Regions from separate parts of the Zea mays genome. Here region 1 is linked to region 2. Evidence: chromatin contacts called from public Hi-C data. All regions are on one chromosome and are shown on one strand. The core of a region is the stretch at or near the end of the contact, and the rest is flanking DNA. Distances in the headings are between cores, read along the strand shown. Region 1 holds the start of LOC100191453 (NADH-ubiquinone oxidoreductase subunit). Region 2 holds the start of LOC100191357 (ATP binding protein).

Region 1 (3,146 bases), core at 153-2,652, 180 kb after region 2:
CGCTCCTCCGACGACCACGACATCACATGAACAGGGTGCCAAAACCTCTCCGGCTGCCACGACGGCATGTACTTAGGGCTCTAGCTCCTCTCTGCTAGACACGTTAGCACACTGCTACATCCCCCATTGTACACCTGGGCCCTCTCCTTATGCCTATAAAAGGAAGGTCCAGGGCTCTCGTACAGAGAGGTTGGCCGCGCGGGAGAACGGGCCGACGCGCAAGTCCCTCGCTCTCTCCCACGTGGACGCTTGTAACCCCCTACTGCAAGCGCACCCGACCTGGGCGCAGGACAATATGAAGGCCGTGAGTTTCCCCCTTTTGTGCCTGTCTCCTTTCCCCCCTTCGTGCTCCGTCTCGTGCCGACCCATCTGGGCTGGGACACGCGGCGACAATTTACTCGTCGGTCCAGGGACCCCCCCGGGGTCGAAACGCCGACAGATATTTCAACCACCAAAATCATTTAGGAAAAGGTTTGATCCTATTTCCCTTTCACCCCATAATGTCACTCATTATTTCTTTTAATGTGTCATACTTATACCCGAGAATTATCCATTAGGAAATCACCTTGGGACAATCTTCATGTTAGTTAGGTGTAGGGCCCATGTCCCGGTGTTGTACGACCTCCGGTGGGCCCATAACATCCTTCAGCCCTAAAACAAACCTAGGCCGATGTGGCACGACATGACATCAGACTATCCGCATTGGATTCTTCCCCACTAAACCATTTCATGGGTGTTGACCAGACAACGTGCCCATCCAAGGTTGGGATTCAGCACCAAACCGAAATTCAGCGTCCATGAGCCCCTTCCATCACCGCAAAACCAACTTTCCACCACCATAGGGGTCCGTAGATCAAACATACATGTCATCCTCTCACCTATCTCAAAACCTCGTGTATATGTAGTAGGGCCACTGCCACCTTTCTATGGAGACAACCCATCCCTCTTAAGGAATTTATCTTGTGTATATAAAGCTTTCATGCTTATATGAGCACTTTAAATATAATGTATTTGTGAGTATTACAATAATGACTAATAATTTTTCACTTGCTCAGATATGAATTGAGCTGAAAGAGGGTATTGAAAATTGAAACATATCAGGTGTAGTTCAATCACTCGATGCAACCATATAAACCAACACGTTGGTGAATGGTGCAATCATATAAACCAACACGTTGGTGAAGGTGTGAGAATATATTTAAAAATATATCAGATGAGAGGGAAGAGTCGTTTTGAAAGTTGATGTATTGTTTTGAAAATTTTGGTTTGGACACTTCGTACAGTAAAAGTTAATGGTCAATTATTAGATTGTTCACGGATCCACAGATTTTGAAGTGCTGGCACGGAGGCTCACCGCAGGATATGTTCCCATCCCTCTGACCGACCACCCTCCCAAGGTCGAGGGCTCCTGTATCTTTACCGTCTCCAATCGATCCCATCTCCTCGCCATCGCCGCCGCCATGGCGTTCCTAGCGCGGGCTCTCCGCCAGTCCAATTCGCGTCTGTCGTCGTGCCCCTCCGTCGCCGCGTCCTGCCGCTGGATCTCCCGGACCGCCGCCGCGGGATCGCCGGAGGCCGGCGCGGCGGTGGCGCCGGCTGACCCGGAGTTGCCTCCACCCCGGGAGCCTGTTGGCGGCGCCCGCGTGGAGCTTCCTCCCAACCCGGAGGACGCGCTCGAGGTGTTCGTGGATGGCCACGCGGTGCGGATCCCCAAAGGGTTCACCGTGCTACAGGCCTGCGAGGTCGCCGGCGTCGACATCCCGCGTTTCTGCTACCATAGCCGACTCTCCATCGCTGGGAACTGCCGTATGTGCCTCGTTGAGGTCGAGAAGTCGCCTAAGCCCGTTGCATCTTGTGCCATGCCCGCGCTGCCAGGTTAGCCGCGGCCACTCATACGCCCCCTTTGCATTCCGTCGGCGATTTTCATGTTATTTCGTGCTGTTCTAATATTGAAAAGTGGGTAATGTTGGTCTCCGTTCGTTCATTAGCTAGTGTCATGTGCCTCAAATGCTCAGATCCATTAATTTCCTTGGTACCTCGCTGCCTCAGCAACTTAGGGTTCTGCATAGATTTACTTGTTTGGTTCCCATACCATTCAAAATTGGTTGGAGAAACTAGATACCTCAAATTGATGTACCTGAATTAGTGAATTTTGGAGCACTGAATGATCATTCTTGCTGAATTAGGGATGAAAATCAAGACAAACACCCCAGTGGCGAAGAAGGCGAGGGAGGGTGTCATGGAGTTCTTGCTGATGAACCATCCACTGGACTGCCCAATCTGTGATCAGGGTGGGGAGTGCGACCTCCAGGATCAGTCTATGGCATTTGGTGCTGACCGCGGTCGGTTCACTGAGATGAAGCGGTCAGTTGTGGACAAGAATCTGGGTCCCTTGGTTAAGACAGTGATGACTCGTTGCATCCAATGTACAAGGTGATGCTTTTTTGCTTGTTGATAAAAGTCTATTGTTCTTGTTTCAGGTAATTTTTCAGGCCTATCCTGTTTATATATGTGTATTCTGCAGGGTCATTCTTCAAACATTCTATCTGATCTTTTCATGCTTCAGTCTACTGTATTTTTTTAATTTGTTGTCATCTCGTGCTGTAGAACAATTGTTCTCGCAACTTGTGCAAGTTCTGTACATTGGCTGATATGTGATGCTATTTTTAAATTGCAGATGTGTCAGGTTTGCTACTGAGGTTGCTGGTGTTCAAGACCTTGGTATGTTAGGTCGTGGCAGTGGTGAAGAAATTGGAACATATGTTGAGAAACTTATGACAAGTGAACTATCTGGAAATGTTATTGATATCTGCCCTGTTGGGGCTCTTACATCCAAGCCATTTGCATTTAAAGCTAGGAACTGGGAACTGAAAGGCACCGAGACCATTGATGTTACTGATGCAGTGGGGTCCAACATAAGAGTTGACAGCAGAGGACCTGAAGTTATGCGCATTGTTCCACGCCTCAATGAGGTTTGTTTATTCTCCATTTATTTTACAATTTGGATTTTTGTGTTTTTTTTTGTATTCATGTGACCTACTGCTTCGCTATGTATCATTAGTTCATCATTTTGCTATTCTATATCTTTGAGAAACCAAAGATTATTATGTTAATATGTTTAGTGAACATCACTTTTCCTTTTTCTT
Region 2 (3,217 bases), core at 559-3,058:
CAAGAGGAAGACGACAACCCAAGTAGTGGATGGGTAGCATTTCACGCTATTCCACTACTAATGAAGAAACCCCAAATGGGTGCTAAGGAGTTGCAAGATACACTACAAGGATTTCATAATGTCACCATTGATTACGACACTGTTTGGAAGGGGAAGGAGAAGGCATTGAAAGAGTTGTTTGATAGTTGGGAGGAGAGTTTCAAGCTACCGTTTTCTTGAAAGGAGGCAGTACTTGCTAAGGCGCCCGACAGTATTATCGAGATTGATGTTGTTTTACAGGATGGTAAGTACTATTTCAACCGTTTTTGTGCCCTTGGACCATGCATCTCAGGTTTTCGGGACGGTTGTAGACCTTACCTAAGTGTCGACTCGACTGCACTTAACGGGAGATGGAATGGGTAGCTAGCTTCAACAACAGGTGTTGATGGGCATAATTTGGATGTTTCCTTTAGCTTTTGGTTTTTCCAGTCTGAGACTGTTGAGAGCTGTACCTGGTTCATGACACAGTTAAAGAAGGACGTTGGAGATATTTCAATACTCGCTATATGTTCGGACGCTCAGAAAGGTTTAATACATGCAGCAGAGTGTTTCCCTAATGCTGAGAAGCGAGAGTGCTTCAGACATCTAATGGCCAACTATGTCAAAAGCCACACAGGTTCTGAGCACATGTATCCAGCTACGAGGGCATATAGGAAGGAAGTTTTTGAGCACCATGTCAACCACAATACAAGTGCTTTTGAAGGGGGATGATGAAGGTCCCAACTAGGAGATTTATTCTCCATATCTTCTTCACACACAATACAAGTCTTCTCGAGCCTCTTGCAAACATCCTTCAAATGGCCAGCAAGCTTTCCAACCTTACCCCTTCAACTTCTGGGATACTACAACACAACCTATTGATGGTATGTAACAGTGAAGATTGCCTCCTCATCTCTTGAATGGCATATCAGAGTGAGTTCTTGATGCTAACGTGATACTTCAAATCAACATGTTCTTGTAGAAATAAAACTAGTTCTTGATCAAGTGGACGACTAAGTTACCATGCTTGTGAAGAACTAACCCTATTTTGAATGAACAACAGCCCTAAACCCTATCATTCCACATGCGGCAAAGGAAAAGAGAAACAAAATCAGTCACCAAGGATTCCACCATGGAGTTATCTTCAACAAAGCTTCGATACTTCACAGCTTCGACGACAAGTTGAACCTTATCCGCGGCAATACTGGCAGATTGCACCGCCGCTCGTGCCTCCTTCTCAGCCACCAACGCCGCACATCTAGCCTCTGCAACTGCAACAGCCGCAGCACGAGCAGCATCAACAGCTTCTGCCACAGCCACGACCGGAGCAGTTCGATCCATGGGGTTTGAGTGAGGCGCCTAGGGTTCGGTTGCGCGTGGAAGGGAGCAAGAGGAAAGGAAAGAACGACTGGGTGCAGAGAGAGAGTGAGAAGCAAGAGGAAACGAAGTGGCAGGCGGTGAACTTGTAACGATAGAGGGTAACAGATGTGTGACGACGTCAGTTTCAGTGGAATAATCATCGTTTTTACCTGGTAATGGAGTCGTCTTGTCCATTTCAGAGTGTAGATTTTCCCCTAATTTTTCATATAGTCGAATCTCTCTCTTTAGTCTTCATTTCGTCGAAGCCACAACCGCCGTGTTTGGTAATGGCAAAATTCTCTCCATTTCGTCCCAGCCACAACTGCCGTGTACATTCCACGTGTGTAGTGAGTGAGTTTAGACACTGGGGGTGAGCCGGTGAGGCAATAAAAACCCTATCCCAGTAAACGCCGCGGCTCCTTCCGCTACCACCTTCATCCATCCTGGCGTCGGTGTCTTGCCCTGCCCCAGCGCCGCCGCTCCTTCCCCCACCCCGAAGCGCCGCCTCTTCTGCCTCCGTCGACGGTGGTGGTGCTCCTGATCCCCGCCGTTGAACTGGCCATAGGAGAGCAAAGAGGAAGGGGAGGCCACGAGGGCGCCAGTAGATATATTCATCTTCATCTCGGCTTGCGATATTTTTGAATTTTCTATTCCGTATTGAAGGCGTCGATGGCCTTGTCCGCCCTAATCAGCACCCTCCTCGCCGCCGCCATCTGGTGCGCCGCTTACCTCGCCGCTGCCATCTCCTCCGCCTTCTGATTCCCACTCCCCACTCCCCAACCCTAACCTCCCCCCTGTAGCACACCCCACCTCCAGCTTTGTAGGTCCTACTATACTTGCAACCTCTCCCGCCGACTCGCTTCGATCTACCCGCCCTCGCGTCACCATGGGGTACGCGCAGCTCGTCATCGGCCCCGCTGGGAGCGGCAAGGTAAGTCCCCTGACCTTTCGACTCCCGTAGCCTTCCCCCTTGCCTTTGGGTGACTGCTTTGCTCGCCCGCTGGGGGACGGGCTCTGATGGTGTTCCGGTGTTCCCTCTGCTATAATGTTTCAGTTCCTTCTTGTTTCGTAGTGATCTGGTAGGGTTTTGTTTCCCGTGCGAGGCGATTTCCTTCTCTGTTTCGGGTGGGGTTAAGTTTGGATAAACAAATTCCCTTTTAGATTACAGGGGACAGAGGGCAATGAACTGATTTCCCAACTCAATCCCCTGCTGTACACATGAATTAATCTTGGGTTACGGCACATGTACCCTTAAGATCACTTGCAAAAAGATGTTTAACTTTTGAATACTTGCCGCACTGGGGTCTAGGGTCTGATTAAGGAGGAGGTAGATGATAGCTTGCTCTAATTGGTTACTTGTGGCGTGCTTGCAGTCAACTTATTGCTCCAGTTTATACGACCATTGCCAGACCGTGGGAAGGACAATTCATATTGTCAATCTTGATCCAGCTGCTGAGCACTTCGACTATCCTGTAGATATGGGTAATTTTTCTGCTTAATTGTTACAATGTAAAGCTCTTGTCCACAGTAAAGTATTGCTCTGACTTCTTATTGCCTTGCATTTTGGTAGATATCAGAGAGCTGATTTCATTGGATGATGTTATGGAGGAGATTGGGTTGGGGCCAAATGGCGGTCTCATCTACTGCATGGAGTATCCTGTTATTTAAGCATTATATTTGTTTATTTTATAGGCTGCCAAAGCTATGTAATTGATTAGTTCTGAACTAATGCACTTCTGCTGGTGCATTTTTACACTTATTGCTTGCTAATGGGTTGGACCTGCAAAGCCAGACTGTTATGAGCTGAAACTGGATTTGCTTTACCTTTTTTTTGCACTTG

The links. Hi-C and Micro-C count contacts between places; a contact is called where the count stands out from the background.
Region 1: a contact with region 2 is called in a Hi-C map of tassel, with 2.2 times the contacts expected there. The contact joins the promoter of LOC100191453 here to the promoter of LOC100191357 in region 2. A contact is called at or near these places in 2 of 25 Hi-C or Micro-C datasets (ear and tassel).

The regions. Positions count from the first base shown.
Region 1 is chr5:11,285,935-11,289,080 of Zm-B73-REFERENCE-NAM-5.0, forward strand. LOC100191453 (NADH-ubiquinone oxidoreductase subunit) reads left to right here and starts at 1,403. Exons shown (of 5, transcript NM_001136886.1): 1 at 1,403-1,875; 2 at 2,187-2,433; 3 at 2,678-2,972. The coding sequence starts at 1,461.
Region 2 is chr5:11,100,914-11,104,130 of Zm-B73-REFERENCE-NAM-5.0, forward strand. It overlaps LOC100191357 (ATP binding protein), which reads left to right and starts at 1,809. Exons shown (of 9, transcript NM_001136791.1): 1 at 1,809-2,308; 2 at 2,751-2,859; 3 at 2,948-3,029. The coding sequence starts at 2,264.